2 separate regions of the Mus musculus genome follow, and region 2 is linked to region 1. The links are chromatin contacts, called in public Hi-C maps. All regions are on one chromosome and are shown on one strand. Each heading gives the region's core, a stretch centred on a gene start, on an enhancer-like site or on the middle of the called end of the contact. The rest is flanking DNA. Distances are from core to core; before and after follow the strand shown.

Region 1 (3,311 bases), core at 91-2,590:
GGTTTAGATTTGTGATTCTCTTTAAGATTTTAATAAGATTACTTTTTAAGATAAATAATAAAATAATCGATCCTTTCTTTGTAGCTGCAAATTGCTGCCTGTCAGTAAGAGGAACTGGCTGAGAAAATCACCTTGCCTGCTCATGCTTTGTTAATCTATAACAAGTTGCTTAGTTACAAATTCGTGTGGGTTTTGGAGAATATTTTTTTTAATCCTTAATACGTAAAACATTTGATCATGTGGGGGTATTAGGGAACATTTTTTTTTATGTATACTCATTGTAATCACTCACTGGAATAAAGATAGAATGTAACCACATTGTGATTTTTTTTTTTTTTTTGGTACTGTTTGATATATAAGCTGTAGTTGAAAAAAACAAAGTTGTTGAAGCTTGTTCATTGGAGCTCTGCTCCATCCACCCAATGTGTATGTGTATATATGTGTATATGTGCATATGTGTGAAGTTGGTTAGAACTCTGTTCTATCTACCAAATGTGTACATATGTATGTATATATGTATGCATACATGCATGCATGCATGTATGTATGTGTGAAGTTGTTGGTCCTTGCTCCTTGAAGCCTTGCTTCATCTACTAAAGGTGTGTATGTATATGTATACCTATACCTATACGTATACCTATGCGTATATGTATATGTATATGTATATGTATATGTGTATGATTCTCATTCCCCCTTCTTCTTGCCGACCACAAAGAGTTTCTTGATGCCCCACCTCCCTCCAGGGAGTGTTTCCCTGGCCCCAGTGAAGTATTTCACTGAATCAAGCTTTGTTCCCTCAGAGAAAAGCCTGCAGAATGACCAGTCACTGACTCCATAACCCCTTACTTTACCCTGAGATATCAAAGCTGCCCTTCGACAAAATACAGTACTCGTGTATGAAATTCTCAAAACAATGTTATTTAAAACAATAACAACAACAACAACAAAAGGAAAAATGACAATTTATAGCCAGAGCAAGAGGCTCTAGAGATGAGTTTGAGAATGGTGGATGACCATTCCATATAGAACAGTGGAGTGACAATATGAGGTGTCATCAGGCATCAGGAGTGGTGGGCAGAGAAGGAAGCATGGAGGTTTATATTGAGTGCTATGGTGACAGGTTCTAGAAGGAGAAATCTTTGGATATATCTATGTTAATGGCCACTTCTAGATTGGGCTAATTGAGGTGGAAAGACCCATCCTAAATGTCTTTAGCACCCTTCCGTCAGCAGGGGTCTTAGATTGCCTCTAGAGGAGAAAGCTCACTGAGCATGCCTGCTCACTGATCTCTACTTCCTGAGCGCAGAGGCCATGTGACCAGTTGCCTCACATGACTGCTGCTGTGCCTTCTCTACCAACACAGACTTCCCTTTGTCCTGTGAGGCAGAGAGACTCCTCTTTCTTTAGGTTGTTGTGGTCAAGGATTTTGTTGCAGCAACGAAGAAAATGTCCAGTACAGAAAGCCAACAGTGAACAATGCTTAATGAGCCATTGTAACAGGGCTTTCTTTTAAACAGCCACTCTGTGGGAGTCCTGTGTAAGAGAAGCCAGGCCACTGTGAGGTGTGGAAAGGCTAGTTGGAACAGGTGAAGTCATGGAAGCAGGCACACTCTCCCTCCCCATTCAGGGAGCCTGATGAGGAGGAGAGGGCTGCTACTGAGGAAAACAGGCTTTATCATGAGGACGTCAGGTGGAAGGGTTCCTTTTCTTTTTCGAGCATGGGAGAACATTTGCTTCACTTCTGATCAATTTCCTGTGCAGATTTCCATTTCCTGCTCTCTTCCACTGTGTGGGTCTTCAAGCCATGCATTTGCTTGAGGTGTCTAGCGTGAGGAGTTTCCTCCTCTGGAGGAAGAACCAGTTGAGCCCAGCTCCTGGACTTTGCTATTGGAAAGATTCTCTTGCACTTAGGAACTTCCTTTTTCTGAAGACTGCCAGGTTTACTTGGCCGCAAGCAGAAATAGAAGCAAACAGGACTTGAGTGCCACACTCTTTCCTCACAGACTGTGACAGAGTCAACCGTTTTGCTAAGCACATTCTCTGGGAAGCCACTACTGAGTCAAGATGACACTGGAGAAAAATTCTTCCTCCTTTCTCCTTCTTTTCTCTGCCACGAGACACTTTTGTTTGACCATTACCCTTTTTGACTGTTTTGGGTTTTTTGTACAATATTCCTAGCGCCGAGAAGACCTTGCTTACACCTTCAGAAGATGGGGGAATTTACAAAGCCTCTTAAGGCTCTACTGTTCTTTCTCCAGAACCCATCCAATAATGGAAGATCGCTGTCCCAAACTGGCTTAATCCAGAAACCAAAAACATGGATGCCAAATGCCCTTTTTGGAAAGCACTTTAAAATAGTGTGCACGTGTTTAAGCTCTTGAAAAAAACAAACGCATCAACGTTGCTTGGGGGGTAGTTGGTACATTTGAGCAACAGGCACGAGGGCAGCAAAGCGGGAGGAAGAGTGGTCAGGACTTGGATGCAGCTCTGAGAACTCAATGGTCAGATCGTCAGGGAAGAAGCTGAATACACATCATTTTGGTCAAATTCATACCTGTCAACAATCAGGACCTCCTTAGCCATTGATAAGAAAAATGGCTGATGTTGCCTCATCTTCAAAGTGTTCAGGCAGGAATTTGTAAAAAACTAGACGCTTAACATTTTGTTGTAGCCCCAGTTTTACAGATCAGCCACTGATGTCAGCAAGCACTGGCGAATGAGAGGAACAGAAAGGCAAGGCCACAGGAGTCTGCACTAAGACCGAAATGCCTCTGATTGCTTTTAGGCCTTGGCTTCAGTGCACCGGCACTTACTACCCACTAAGGCATTTTCTCGGCAAAGGTTAGAAGGCCCATAGATGGGAGCTTGTAGCTTTGTCAGAGTGACAATCTTTCTTGCTGTTCCTTGAATTTACATAAAGTAACGATGCAAAGCGCTCATCATGCCCCAAACTCAATCTCAAACAAAATGACCAGTAATTGAAACAACCGAGGTAATTGGCCACGGATGATAGACAAAATCTCACTCCAAGGAGCTTACTGACTGGAAAAGATTCAATAACTCCAAAGCACTGGAAATATTTTAGGCACCACAAGCCCTCGTTTGAGTCTATTGGCAAGGAGAATGTAAGAGTCCTTGATTGCCTAGCCTCATGCCGTGCTTTGACTAGACTCTGTAATTTCTAAAATGGACAGCATTTGTGGAAATGATCAGGCACACACCCCTTACCTACCAAGCACTGTGCGTGCTCAAGGCAGACCATAGACTTCATCCTCATGCCACCTGGGTCTGGTTTACTGAACATGCTAGAC
Region 2 (3,112 bases), core at 203-2,702, 160 kb after region 1:
ATTTAACCTTTGTATTCAGTGGGCTTAGTTCTTCCCTCACACTTTTTTTTTTTTAAGTTGAGCACACGTACACTATTATATTTTTGGGAGAGCACAGCTCCAGTGGTGGAGCATAGAAATATTTTTTGACAAATATAATTTACAAAATTGAAATAATTTGTAAAGAGAACTGGATCTCTTATTGCCCCTGAAACAAAATTGGAGTATATAAATTGGTCTCGCCACATTAAAAAGTAAGCCCGTGAATTGTCTACACGTTAATTAAACACAGACACTCGGCTTAGCATAGGGTCCAGATCTGTGAAAAATGCAATCTGATTTTCATCCTGAATTAATTTAAGCTGCAGCAATTGAGGAATTATTATCATCATTATTTTTACAAACCCTACAAAATCAAAGGCTGAGATATGCGGGAGGAACTTCAGTCACTGTGAACATGGAGGCAGCTGTGGAAGGGAGGGCTCTTTAACTTTGCTGGGAGAAGATTGATAGGAGCCACACAATCACAACACCACCACCAACCACAGCAACAACAAGAAAGACGCGGCGCTGGCTGAATGTGATTGCAAATTTTGGGCTCTTCTTTGCAAAACAGTTGATCTTATGAGCTAGTGAAGTTTAATTTTAAGCTCCCATGTAATGACAACTGTCACTCTGAACTGACTGCTAATACATTTGAGAATTAAGTTGTCTGAATATTTTTTTTCAAACTTCCCTGGAGAGGAATGTCTTTTCGTTTTATTTTCAATTTCAAGGAGCTGACATTATTTTTAGGCAAAAGAATTCAGTGACTGGACTTATGAGTTGAGCAGGGAGGGATAGCTCCTTTTAGTGGCTTGAGGTCAGCTGTGACACCTTGAACTAAATGTATCTTCCTCTGGCCTCTTTCTCTTTGCCTTTCATGGTGGAAATACAACTCCAGTAATTTGACTTGAGAAATCAAATCTGAGTGGAGTGCCTTATAGGCTACTGAACTCACTCAGCAGAGAAGATGGTAGGATAAGCTCAAATTTAAATTGATTCCCAGATTTTCCCACTCCAATGGCTGACATCTAACTTGGCTAATCCATATGAAACTGGTCTATTAAACTAGCTGTAAAGACAAATTCTTGGGCTTTCCTCCTGCCAGCAGGTAGAGAATTTGGACTTAGAAGAGCAGCCCATCTGTCGGATATTTTAAGTATGATTTAAAAAAATACTAGTGTCACACAATGATGGCAAAATTTTTTCTTTTGTTCCCCAATAAATATGTATCTTATACGATCACTACTGTCCAATGGCCTCTACATCTTTTTTTACTAGATTTTATATGGATCCTGTGCCAGTGCTTGTTTATATTGTATAACCACAGGTCAATGATCAGTGTTTGAATCAGATTCCCATGGGTGACCTGTGTAATAGTTCATCTTTTCACACTGGGATGAAAGACAATAGAGGAAGTTTGAAGCTACCACAAACAGGCAGACAGAAGGAAGGCTGCTCTCACTTCTCTGTAAGGAGGGAGTCTTTTCTTTGCCTCACAAAGTGGGCAACACCTATGACATAAAAACAGTTAACTGTGCTGAGTGGCACACAGTCAGCATATTTAAATATTCCCTATCATGCTATCTGTCATCTACTCCTGCTTTGTAAATGGGTTGGTGATATTTTGTCTGGGGAAATTTCCATACAGATGTTCCTAGTGAATAGAACGGCAGAAGAAAGGGCTATTTCAGACTGCATTTGAAGGATGGTTCCACAAGACGGTAGAATATACTTTTCTTATGTGAACTGTTGTTTGGCTCAACATGTTAATTGTTATCAGAACTTCTCTGGAGTTACTAGGAATGGTAGTTAGATAAAGCCCCGGGTTAATTTCCATCAATACCAAGCTCCTTACACCGTTGATATTTCAAACATATAAAAAGCTGTCAATCTTGGTCAGACAGAATAAAGGAGGTGGTTGTTGTAAGACTGAGCAGACATGCCAGTCAATTACAGATGTGATTCTGTGTTCTACTCTACTAGAGTAACCATTCCTGGCATGCCACCAGTGAAATAACTCTTTAAGACTGCTATAATGCTAATACAGATCAAAAGGAAAAGCGATGAAGAAGTTGAAAAACCAGAAAAAGACACCTAGTTCTGGTATGTCCAGACAACAGATGGGTAAGTTGGATAAGATATGTTTGCTATAGGGAGAGGGAAAGAAGTACACTGACCGATAAGCCAGGAAGTCATCGTTATATGTGATTTCAAAGGAAAGGCAGGTTCAAATCCCATGTCTGCACAACTCCATGGCCTTGACAAAGTCAATTAACTTCTCGGAACCTTCATGGTTTTATCTACAAAGTGTGTACAATGGTCCCCTTGACCTGACAGCATTGCTATGAAGATTAAAATTATTGCAAACAAAGCAATAAGGATCTGATAAGTGTCCCCTGGATACCATAACCAATCCACACTCCAATAACAGTTCCAGGGTCTGGGAACTGTTTAGTGTGGCAGAAAGTCTTCCTGAGAAGCTCTGGGTGTGTGCAGATGTAGCAGCATCGGATGCTCTCTGATGGTGCAGATCATTTCTCCTCAGGCAGGGTTGCACATTGCCATGACTCCCACTGAACACTCCCAAAGTTCTGGACAACTTATTAACACCCCCTATAGTATCCTTTTAAGATGGAAATTTATCTTTTAAACTGCATTCGGTAAAACCAGCAGAAGGGACTCAGGGGGGAATAACAAACCACTATTAAATACAGCCGTGAGGGTTCTCGGTGCTCAACATTTTGCTGCAAGGCACACTGAAACGGAGTGGATGTAACTTATCCTGAGCAGTTGCTTGAATGAGTTAGTGGAGGAATGGGAAGTGTACAGATGAAGCAGAGGAACCCAGGGGGAGTTGAAGGCTGTGACCATTTTATTTAGGATGCACAGTAAGACCTGACTAAAGGCATAGGAGGTCGGTCTTTGGAGACTTTCTTGAGGTTAGCAAACAAACGCAAGCATCTATAAAAATCCCTGCTTTTGAAATAGCCCTGTGAAATGATGGCTTGGGATTCCGGGGGGGAATGCCTACAAACCTATCAAATCCATGTAATGTGAATGCAAAGAGAATGTCTAGTTGGCGGCATTT

Evidence for each region. A called contact is a pair of places that touch in the nucleus more often than the background predicts.
Region 2: a contact with region 1 is called in a Hi-C map of bone marrow-derived macrophages, with 4 times the contacts expected there. The contact joins two enhancer-like sites. A contact is called at or near these places in 1 of 15 datasets of contacts at CTCF or cohesin (pro-B cells) and 6 of 484 Hi-C or Micro-C datasets (the CH12 cell line, bone marrow-derived macrophages, frontal cortex and 3 more).

Annotation. Positions count from the first base shown.
Region 1 is chr3:149,279,666-149,282,976 of GRCm38.p6, forward strand. The region is part of intron 2 of Gm30382 (a long non-coding RNA gene); the gene reads right to left. Gm1653 (predicted gene 1653) reads left to right here. Exons shown (of 3, transcript NR_040591.1): 3 at 1-315. Among named protein-coding and RNA genes, the nearest start is that of Gm1653, 6.6 kb to the left of the region's middle. Within about 2 kb of position 1,341, at least 32 of the 459 cell types and tissues checked have an H3K27ac peak or open chromatin away from gene starts, as enhancers often do. A contact at or near this core is called in bone marrow-derived macrophages, where this site is marked.
Region 2 is chr3:149,439,954-149,443,065 of GRCm38.p6, forward strand. The region is part of intron 1 of Gm30382 (a long non-coding RNA gene); the gene reads right to left. A630039O03Rik (a long non-coding RNA gene) reads left to right here. Exons shown (of 6, transcript XR_376220.3): 1 at 1-3,112. Among named protein-coding and RNA genes, the nearest start is that of Gm30382, 4.1 kb to the right of the region's middle. Within about 2 kb of position 1,453, at least 6 of the 459 cell types and tissues checked have an H3K27ac peak or open chromatin away from gene starts, as enhancers often do. A contact at or near this core is called in bone marrow-derived macrophages, where this site is marked.